Linked DNA regions of Gossypium hirsutum: region 1 is linked to region 2. Evidence: chromatin contacts called from public Hi-C data. All regions are on one chromosome and are shown on one strand. Each heading gives the region's core, a stretch centred on a gene start, on an enhancer-like site or on the middle of the called end of the contact. The rest is flanking DNA. Distances are from core to core; before and after follow the strand shown. Region 1 holds the start of LOC121232327 (nuclear transport factor 2). Region 2 holds the start of LOC107952888 (serine/threonine protein phosphatase 2A regulatory subunit B''alpha).

Region 1 (5,937 bases), core at 468-2,967, 700 kb before region 2:
TCCACCACAACTTCATCTTCAAAACCTTCCTCTTGTGGTTGCTCAGGGAGACTATATTTGTCAACAGGATCATCATCTATATGAACAGAGTTGACATATTCCCTGGCCTCTTCCTTCAAAACATAGTCAGAATCTGTAAAATTCAACATGTTAGGCCAAACCAAAAAAGAAAAAAACAAATAAAAATCGCTACCATCAGAATAGCACATAACAAAGACCAGCGGGAAGAAGAACTATTTCCCAGAGATTAACTTGTTATTGTTAAGTAAAGACCACAATAAGGTGTTGACTTCAGTGCCTCAAGTGGTAGGATTATAAGCAGGCAACTTAAGGTAACAATAAGCCACAAAGATATAATTATCCCTCAATTTTTGTATATAACATTAGCAATTGAGTATAAATATACTTAACTATTTCTACTATCTATGTTAGAACATCTAAACTAGTTAGAACTTAAGTCATCTACATTTTGCATGCGGATAATAAGTCCATAAAATGCTATAACTTGAAATAAAAACTTAAGATTAAATTAAGAAAAAAGTCTGCACACAGTACATTGTGGCTCTGCAACAGGGCTTGACAGATTTGGTTGAGCATCATGCTTGTTTTCTTTTAATGTGGAAGCTGGAAGTTGTGAAGTCACTCCATCATCAATAAACTGTAGGATATCACTAAGAACGAAGTAACCCTTCTCTTGAGGAGCGAGGAAAAAGGTTTGCACAAATTTCCTTCTACTACTGAAATCCTTGATTTTAACGGAACCAGAAACCATCACCAGAACACCTCCATTCCAAGAATCAAGAGAATTAATTGTCTTGATCTCGATTGCAGTAAAATTTAGTGACATTACCATGGCATGAATTTGCTGCAGAGAAAGATTAAAAAACAATAAATTATAAATTAATCAATAATGATGTAAAATAAAAGGATTGAGATAAGTTTATTCCTGAAAAGAGGAAGCTTGAAAATAAAGGAGAAGTTACCAGCATCGCCGAAGCAGAGTCAGAGGAATCTCCATCGACCCAAATCATGGTACTGTCATCTGAATAAAACTGATGAACTAGATCAGGCTGCTGTTGAAGTACCTGATAGTATTGTCCAACGAAGTATGAACCAACCTGAAATTTTTAAAAACAACAAAATCATTGATTAGTAAGATAATAAAAAAAATCCAAAGAGAAACATAAAACGTTTTCTTTTGAAGAAAAAAAGAATCACCTGAGCAGGTCCAGGGTAGGAAGTGGGAGCCATTGTGATGAGTTAGTTAAATGACCTCAAAACAAAACATGCAGTGAAGAGGATGTAGATCTAATCTAACCCCCTTACCCCCCACCAAATGTTATAATAAGTCTTGAAATCCTACAGGTGAAGTAGCCGAAGCCCTAGTGATTGTTTTCATAAATTATTTAATGATTTTTGCTAAGAGTTTAAATGACGGGGGAAAAGCAGTTGCCGATTTGTTTCCGTTTCAAAAAATAAATAAATACGGTAGAGTTTGAGTAAGATGAATTGATATATTGTTAAAAACCTTCGCAATTTGAAAACAGAGTCAAAAAATATGAATATCACAGCCGTCCGTTTAAACCCAGCCCTTTGTTTTTTCTAACCTAAATCATCGGCTATTAAACTATAACCGCGGCGTGTTACGCAAATATAAAAACCGGCTTTGATATGATTTTGCTCAAAAGAGAATGAAATGCATATGATGTTTTTTGTTTCAAACTATTTTCTTTTTCATTTTTTATATAATAATCACTTAACATTACAAAGATTGATTGAATCAACGAGCCCCGAGCTACTTCTTTTGGGCTCAAAATAATTTAAATAAATGCAAGGGATAGCCCATTTGTTGAGAAGATATTCTAACCAAAATTTGCACCTATTCTGGAAATTAAAAGTTCCTTCTTCGTGTTTACTTTTTCCAATTTGGTCACTTAAATAAGAAACCCAACTACAGATCACAGCATAATTTTACTAACATTTGTACAAACTTCACACAAAAAAAATCTAAAATTGGAAGTGAAAAAAAGGACACCACAATACTACTGTCAACTAAAACATATTAGTATTCTCAAAATCTAACCCCCGCTCGAAGACCCAAAAATGTCCACCTCCGCTTAACTGTTCCATGTTAGAAACAGTCCGCGATAAGCATAAGACCCAAATAAGGAAAAATTAGGGACACCAAAGAAACTGGATACTCAATAGTAAGGTCCACCATAATAAGCCTGAGGAGCTGCAGCAGCAGCAGCAGGAGGAGGTTGCTGCGCTGGGGTTAAAGTCGTGGCAGCAGTTGGTTGAGCATAACTTTGCTGAGGAAAGCTCTACACAAAATCAAAGCAAACATTAGCCCGAACTATCAAATTTCAACGTTGTTCAATCCAAAAACATTAAACTTCAGTACTGACTTACTACCCTAAGCTATTAAGCAGATGAAACGAGAGACAAGTTTCTTGTTACAAAATTCGGTAACATATGGGACTATTAAGGGCCAAGGATCATTCAAACCCTTTGTAATTATATACATGAATCTCAATATATATAAATATCTAAAATTCTCCCAACTGTTTGGTGTTGAGGAACATGAGGTCCAAGTTTCCAAAGTTCGGTGTAGCAAGTCAGCAACCAGGATGAAATTTTACAAGATTATCCATCGTTTTCTAATTTTATTTTTTATTTATCTTAATTTACAGAAGGTATAGTAACTAAAATAATATAACTTTTGACTTTCTTGTTATTTTTCCACTCTATCAAGAACAGGATAAAAAGAAAATTCCATTTTATTGGACTTCTACTTTTCCCACCAAGCACTTCAATGAAAGAAAAAGTATATAAATATATATATTCATCTTTTTACTTATTTCCTCCAATTTCCATCTTAATAAGTTTTGTTTTTTTTTCTTCTCCACATAACCAAGAAAAGCCTTAATGATCTTGGTGCACTAGAGTGATTTTTGTATCACTAGTCTTTGAAATTATAGTTTGAATCAGCTGTGAAAAGTATAGGGTTCAATTATAGAAAACTGAATACCTGCATTGGATATGTTGTAGTCGGGTAAGCACCATAACTGGCAATTTGTGGAACTGATGTGGGCACTTGTGGAGCTGCATAATTGCTACCATAACTGCTATATGCACCATATGCAGCCTACAAATTGAACAGGAACACAGTATGAAATCCATGAAACCATATAAACTCAACAAAGAATTAATTTCCACCGTAAATCACATGCTCACATTTCAGCTAGTTTTCCCTTCATAAGAGGGCAACATAATCCAAACATGTAATACCATGCATAACAAAGAAATAGGACTGACAAACTAAGCCTTTCACCTTTACATAGTCTGCCATATATGTATATATCATAAGGAGTCATTATCCTCTATTTAAGATCACACCATCAGCTCACTAATTTAAAAGAAAGGTAATAAGTTATACTTCCATCCGTTCCTCTCCTATTTACATGAATATCCATTAGATCACACTTTACCACCAGAGTATATCCTATTTCATGTCCAAACTAGTGTAAGTTTATTGCCATGTATGTTATCTTCTACATTATTCATCATGCCGTATTTCCTCATACACCCACACCTCCAATCCTAACATTCTCATCTCCTCATGAAATGTTGCTACTTATTTGCTGAGCATTTAAACTGCACAACATTACTGATCTAGCTAGCATCCTAAAAATGATCCATCAAGCTCCAGTGGAACTTATGATCACACAAATTGCAAATCCACTCCATTTCATCTACCGCTCTGAAATCCTATGTTTAACTCTTGCAACCAGTCAGTAATAAGTGCAAGCCAAAGATCATCACAGCCATAGAAGTAAATCTAGAATGACATGAAAAAAGATGCCAACCTCAATACTTTAGCATACACCAAGGACGAGTTCAGAAAAACTGAGACGCAAGATATTTTCCAGTAAGTTATTATGAACATGGCATTATATTGATCAAGACAAGGTAGCCTTCTTAAACTTTTAATGGAATACGAAGTGCTTGAAATAGCAGATACAAACTAAAGGCACCCAGTTATACAAGTCTAAACCATCACCAAATAAAATGGTACCAGTTAACAGTATCTCCTGATATCAATCATACTCAGAGGCTGGGATAGTATGAAAATAAGACGAGGATATTCCAGTTACAATGAAAAGTTATATCTGGAAGTGCAATCTACCTGTTGGCTGTAGCCAGAAGTCCATGGTTGTGCCTGTGCCTGTGCCTGTGTAGTAGGGGGCCAAGTTTGAGGCTGTGCCCCATAACCAGCTGGCCACTGGTTTTGTGCATTTGGATAGGCACCCATCAAAGACTGGCCAGGTGAAGGGCACCAGAGTAAGATTTCACAAGCTTTGTCTTATCTGAAGATAAAAATTCTTCAGCATGACGTTTTCTTAATTCCAACATGGGCCTATGAGGTAAAAATAGCTTAGCATGCCGATCTTCTGCCTCTTTAATGGACTGTACATCGTCAAAGAGACTCAAGAACTGCAAAATCACTTTTTCAATAGTAAGCTACCAGTAAAACTTTCTTAGAATATTTAAGAATTCCAAACAGCATTCAACATAAGAAAATTTTCAAACTTGAGATATTTCAACAGCATTCGACGACTATATCTTCAAACTACCATTGTCAAAGGCACTAGGTGCACTCTCTAAGTCTGCTGTATGGCCCAAGGCACAAGACACAAAATAAAAGCACTCGCCAGAGTAAAATAAGGCGCATGCATATAAAAATATATATGTAAAATATAAATGAAATTTTATGTAATATATAATAAATAGTTACTTTAGATAAATTTTAATATAATTTGTTTTATAAACTCAAATTGTTGTTCAAGTCTAACAATTCACTTACTAATCTATTTCAAAATAAAACAAAGTTTGAAATGAGAAGTCATCATTAGACATTAGCTCGCTACTTCCCTGGCTAATCTGTTACAAAAATCAGTTAAAAATTACACATGGAGAAAATGAATTAAAAAGAAAACAAATAGTAGAATAGATAAAGAATAGAGGAAAAAAATACATGTTCACTTTTGATTGGCAATATCTATATTTGGTTCTGAAGGACTTTAATGTTTGAAGGATGTTGAAGCTTAAGAGTTTTGATGATTTAACAAAGTTTTAACGTAATTAAATTGTAGTAAGTTTATACTTAATAAAATTAGAATATGTTTTAAGTTTTAAAATAAATAGTAAGAAAAGTCAGCTTCACCACTTCAGTGAAGGAAATAATGGACGGTATCTGAGTTGAAGAAAAAAAGAAACTAAAAAACTAAAAAGTTAGCTGCAGCACTTCATTGGTGTTAAAAGAAACTGATAGCAAGGTTATGATTATCAGCAATTTCCATTTCACAGCCAAACCCAAACCTCCACACGTGACTCACTATTTAATTCATAACCAGAAATAAAATAAACAAAGCTTAAAAGGAGTACATTTTAATCACTAAGCACTCAATGCCAAATGTAGAAATCCCACAGAATGCAGTCAATAAGCAGGTCATTTGCATCTTCACAAAAACTATTACCTCCAAAAATATGCTAGATAGGTCTTCCTTGTCTGCAGCACTGCCATCTGAGTTTGGGGATATAAACTTGTCAACCAATGACTGTAAATAATCAATCTGCCTTGGTGGTGGTAAAATTGTTTCAAAATGTATTAAGGCCTACATGTAAAACAAAAGAAAAATCAGAAATCAGATACCTGAGGAGAATGATCAAAAGGGGTTTGTGTTTGAGAGAGAGAGAGAACCTCAAGGAATGGTTTAGACAGGTGGACATGGTCAAGTGCTCCAGTTAAAATTTCCCTGGCCTTCTTTGCATTTCCAGAAACCTACCCAAAAAGATATCAATGGGAATAAGAATCAGGACATTAGTGAGAATTTAGCAAAGATAATAAACACTTGGAAGTAAGAGGCAATCAGA
Region 2 (5,376 bases), core at 1,820-4,319:
CAGCTTTGCACATAAATAATTTTTAAAAATCAGACATGGGACAAGGAAATAAAGTGCACTACTTGATAGTCATTTAAGAAAATTACCAACTACAAATGAAATACATACCGTATCTATCTTGAAATTCAGGCGTGTTCTGCAGGAATTCTAATCCTGGATGGGTCGCCAAAAGTTCTCGAAGAACAGGTTTGAAGTCAACCTGCATCCGAGTCCCAAATGATATTATGAAGAAAAGTATAAACCTCTGAAAAGATAACTTTAAGAGGAACAACTGCTAATTAAGACAATTTGTCCAAAACAAATGCAAAAAGAAAACCTGAGTGAGGTACTTGCAGCCTGGACGCTTAAGAATTTCAAATATTTGAGTTGCTATATCCATCGTCAGCATATTTCCATCAACCCAATACTTAATGAAAGCATCTCTGAAGTTAAATGATAAACTTGAGAATGTATAATAGAAGAGCTTATTTAAAGAAGAAGCAGTCAATGCCATCTACCAAGTGCTTTCAAACAGACCATGTTTAACCAATAGTGTAATTCACAGAACACATACCTGGTCACTATTCCAGTCCACTCTACATCTATTTTTCTAAAAAGTGCAGAAGAGAGGAAAGATGGTAGCTTGCAAACTTCCTTTGTCACTGCTTTAAACTCTGCATAACCAGAAAAGGACATTTGTTCCTTAGAAGTTTGAAGGGGAAATTTTCACAATTAACGACCAAAAGATAAGGATGTGTGGAAGGGAGAAACAAAAATAAAATGAAGACATAAAGATCAAATATATATCTCACCATCTATTTGCAATCCATTTAGAGGATTATTAAAAAGGTGATTAATTTGAGAAAGACATTGTTCTTTCAATTCCTTGGTTGGTGGACAACCATTTTGGAAATAAAACTACAAGAATTACAAGGCAAACAAATATGTAAGAAGTATTTTCAGAAATTTAGGTAGTAAAACCTAAAATAAACATTTCCAATCTAATAATGCATTAAATATAACAATATCTAAACCTCTGGAATGACTTTCATTATCAAACAGACCTGTGGAATGATTTCTTGCATTGGTTCACTAACTAATTTCAATGGAGAGCCAAGAGCAGAAGGGCTGGACTTCTGCTTTGACGTGCGAGGAGAACCAGATGAGCTTCTTGGAGAAAGTGGAGGTGCATTGCTACTTGGAAACATGGAAGACAACGAATGGCTCCCAACAGCATTTAGAGTAGAAAAGTTTGCAGAAGCGTTAACTATTGTCCCTGACTTTGCATCATCAATCAAAGATTTCACCTGTGCTCAAGTTAAAAAAGGGAGAAAACCAAGCTCATTGCATGAGAAAACATCCATACATTGATTGGGATGAATATTTTATAAATCTATCAACCAGAAACGAAAATTAATCTAAATGCAGAAAAGTTTCTAAATTAATCTAAATGCAGAAAAGTTTCTAACTTGTCATAGAGGTGTATTCTATCAAATTCAGACATTACGGAAGTATATATTATTCCTAGCATAGACAGTTACAAAATCGAACAATGAAATGTTACAGTTTTCAACGGTAAGTTAATGGGTTTTCTTAACCTATCATGAGAACTAATTAACATCTTATAGCAGATCAGAACCTATTGAAATAATCCTTTTAGTTTTCTGCATCCTAGATACCCCTAGAATCCTATGGAAATAATATATGAGGACTTCCATTTGGTAGCATAAAACCACCAAATAAGATACTCCATGACTATGAGTGGACCATCAAAGGTATTCGTTCTTGGCTGTAATAAATCTATGTTTGCACTTACTTGCTCGCCTCTGTTTACCTATTAAACCACAGTGATATTATCTCCTCATCCCGCACAGAGAATGATGCACAGAATGATAATGTATCAATATCATTCACCACCTTTTTAATGTTGAAGTTATATATGTCAGTTCATTGAGATAAGCAGTTTTTGTACCCACCCAATCCTCATAAATAAAGTCATTTTATTCATATGTATTTTATTAGGTGTGATGCCTTCGTGACCATCCATTCACTGAAACCTGCACTGATCATTGGTTCACTACACCAGTCGGCTTCAAAGACATCATCATTGTTATTAATTCGAATGAACTAAGGTAAACTAAATTTCAAATGACAACAATTCGCAGCATTGGACGTTTTATTCAACAATGGGCAGCCAACTAAAGTTGAAAACAAATTCTAATACCGAAGTAATTAAAAATTACTAACAAATCAATAGCAACTATAGTTTAGTTACAAAAGCAGTACCAGGTGGCCGGTCCCAGGAAGCGAAAGCCACTGAGAGAAAAAGTCCTCTACAAGTTGAGGACTGGCTTTTAGTGCAAATGGAGAAACATCAGGAAGCTGCAAAAGCTCAGGGTCCAAACAAGTAACATCCTCCACTGCATCAATATCCATCTTTATAGATAATGACATCTCGCCTACCTTATCAAACAGCACTAAATAAAAATAAACACCCTAAAACTTGTAACTCTTTCAAATTCTTCAAATGCAACAGCAAAAAGAAATCAACGCCACTTCGAAGATTTCTCTAACTGGGAAAAAGAACACGCTCCGAAATGATATGGTAAATTGACGATACCGTGGAACTAATTACAAAATCTTGCTCCAAAGAGTTAAGGAAAAAAGACGGTAAAATCCTTTTTTTCTTCAACGGAAGTAGAAACGTAACCGTTTAAAATACGCCGTTCTCCAAAACCCTAGCTGCCGGCGTTATGAATAAACTGAAATACCAAATCCTTCGAAGAGTCTCGAAAGAATTTAGCCTGTTTTACTTCCAAAAAGAGAAACTGATAAATTCTCGAGTACTTTCCGTTAACTTTCAGTGCGGAAAAAAAACTTAAAAATGCCAAGAAGATAATGAGATTTGACGTGAATTTGATTAAAAGGAGGGAATGGTTTTAAAAATTAAAAAGAAACGGAGAGAGGAAGAAAACAGGAGCAGAGAAATCAAAGTATTATTATTAGCATTTGATTTTATTACAGAGAGAGTGGACATAGGGGAAACTAAAAGGAATAGGAAGCTGCAGCGAAGAAGGATGAAAGATAAAAGATATAATTTTTTTTTCCTATTCCGAACTTAAACAGTAAAAAGCGAACAAAGCGCGTGGAGGTCAATTCATAGATACGGATGTTTATACGGTCTACATGGTTTCATCAACCCTCATTTAAAATAATATATACACATCAACTCCATTGATATAAATAATATTGAGGATATGTTAGTTTTGACAGCAACCTACTTAAGAAATTACGGGAATGTCTTTATGTAATTAAAATAAATAATATAATTTGAGGATGTTTTAATTTTTTTATTTTAAAAAATTAATAAAAATATACATATTATGATATTTGAATCCATGCTAATTGCATTAATATACCATTCAACTAAAACTTCATTTTAATATTTTTATATATTTTAATTTTATTAAGCTCAATCTATTACCTCAAGTAGTTATATCTATATTATTATTTAAACTCCTAATCGAGTTGGTGCCACGAGTTAATCGGATACAAATAGGTTAGAAAATTATATGAATGTCTTTTTGTAATTAAAATAAGTAATATTGTTCGATGATATTTTAGTATTTTCACTAAAAAAATCAATAAAAATATGCATATAATGGTATTCAAACTCACGTCGATTGCATCAATAAAACATTTAATTTACCATCAATTAAAACTTTATTTTAATACTATTATACATTTTTATTTTATTTATGTAGACTCTATTACCTCCATAAGTTACATTATTTATTGTATATTATTTTTAAACACATATTTGTGTTTTAATTTTATGGTTACATACACGTGTGATAGGTTTTTTAGTATTTTTTATTCCATAAATATAGTACAAATAAAAATTCCTAATAATTATAACTATTTGTACAAACTATAAAATATGATATATCGTAATCAATAAATAATCTTCCTAAATAATATATAATCAATATTATTATAATGGGGAGAGATCCACTTACACAGTGTAAAAATTAAAATAGTTTTACACACTTACATAATTATCTATATGATTAATAGTTTAATGATTCAACCGTTATATTTTATGGTAAGTTCATGTAGATTATGTTTGTCAGATTTGATGTAAATTTAAAACTTCTAGCTAGTTGTTTTATATAAAAAAAATTCAACCATTGATCATATATTAATATATAGAGTATTTTAGATCGATATGGTAGAGATATCGGATCGGTTCAAAATTTTACATGTAACAGCCCTTACCGTATTCGTAGCCGGAATAGGGTACAAGGCATTACCGGAGTTTACCGAATTAATTTTCTGTTATTACGAGTTAAATACTGTTCATTTACTAAAACATGTCATGACGTCCTTTATTTGGGCCTCCAAAGCCCAAAACATACTTCGGGACCAAACCAGAATTAAATCGAAATCATAGGGAATTTTTTGCAAAATCCCAAAGTTTTTTTTTAATTTATAAGCTCAATATAACCCCTTTATAAATATCTAACCTTCCTTGCAAATTTTAAAACCGAGACCAATCCAACCAACTAATTTGATACCAAATTATACTTCTATTATAATTATACCATTTAACATATTCATCATTATTTACTTTAATGCATATTCATTAAACAAGTCTTAGCATTTATATAATCATCAAACCTTATACATGCCATATAAATCAAAAAGGAAATTTACAAAAGCTACCGGAGATAATCTAGATAGTGTGATCTTCTGTGTTGATCCGATCCTCCATATACTTCCACGCCAATCTATAAGAGACATTGAATACATTCAAGTAAGCTTATAGAAGCTTAGTAAGTTCATAAGCATAAAACATAAATCTTACCAAATATTTATACAGTTATACAATATACACAATTATTAAGTTCATCTGTCAACCACAGTTATTGGTGAGTTCTTTTGTATAAACTCACTACCACTTATCCATTTCCTTTAATTCTTTTGGGCTCATTTGTCATATATCATTCTTAACCAAATTAGGGAACGATTACAGAAATTGAGTACTTCACTTCCACGTTGCCATAGTATAATTATGGTATTGCGTATGATCACTTATCACTTTTTGAAGTCATAGTCTTGCCACGGTCTTACACTGATCACATTTATCACTTGTCACTTGTCACTGATCACTTGTCACTAATCAGATAAGTGCAACTAAAGCTACCACTTATCACTTGTCATTTGTCACTGATTAGATAAGTGTAGCTGAGGCTACCACTATCACTTGTCACTGATCAGAAGTACTCAAATCTAACGTTCCGCTCAATTTGATCATTTATTCAATTTTCAGGTTGTTATTTTATTCTCTATTCATCAATAAAAATATCTTAGCATACATTATATAATTCATAAAAT

The links. Hi-C and Micro-C count contacts between places; a contact is called where the count stands out from the background.
Region 1: a contact with region 2 is called in a Hi-C map of leaf, with 3 times the contacts expected there. The contact joins the promoter of LOC121232327 here to the promoter of LOC107952888 in region 2. A contact is called at or near these places in 2 of 34 Hi-C or Micro-C datasets (both in leaf).

Annotation. Positions count from the first base shown.
Region 1 is chrA07:41,306,451-41,312,387 of Gossypium_hirsutum_v2.1, reverse strand. It overlaps LOC121232327 (nuclear transport factor 2), which reads right to left and starts at 1,717. Exons shown (of 9, transcript XM_041118081.1): 1 at 1,219-1,717; 2 at 984-1,118; 3 at 556-865; 4 at 1-133. The coding sequence starts at 1,251. LOC107952728 (pre-mRNA-processing factor 39) reads right to left here. Exons shown (of 18, transcript XM_041118079.1): 13 at 5,765-5,845; 14 at 5,541-5,678; 15 at 4,336-4,497; 16 at 4,190-4,333; 17 at 3,032-3,148; 18 at 1,886-2,324. The coding sequence ends at 2,202.
Region 2 is chrA07:40,610,947-40,616,322 of Gossypium_hirsutum_v2.1, reverse strand. It overlaps LOC107952888 (serine/threonine protein phosphatase 2A regulatory subunit B''alpha), which reads right to left and starts at 3,069. Exons shown (of 14, transcript XR_001698979.2): 1 at 2,266-3,069; 2 at 1,044-1,286; 3 at 792-897; 4 at 554-653; 5 at 317-422; 6 at 109-199.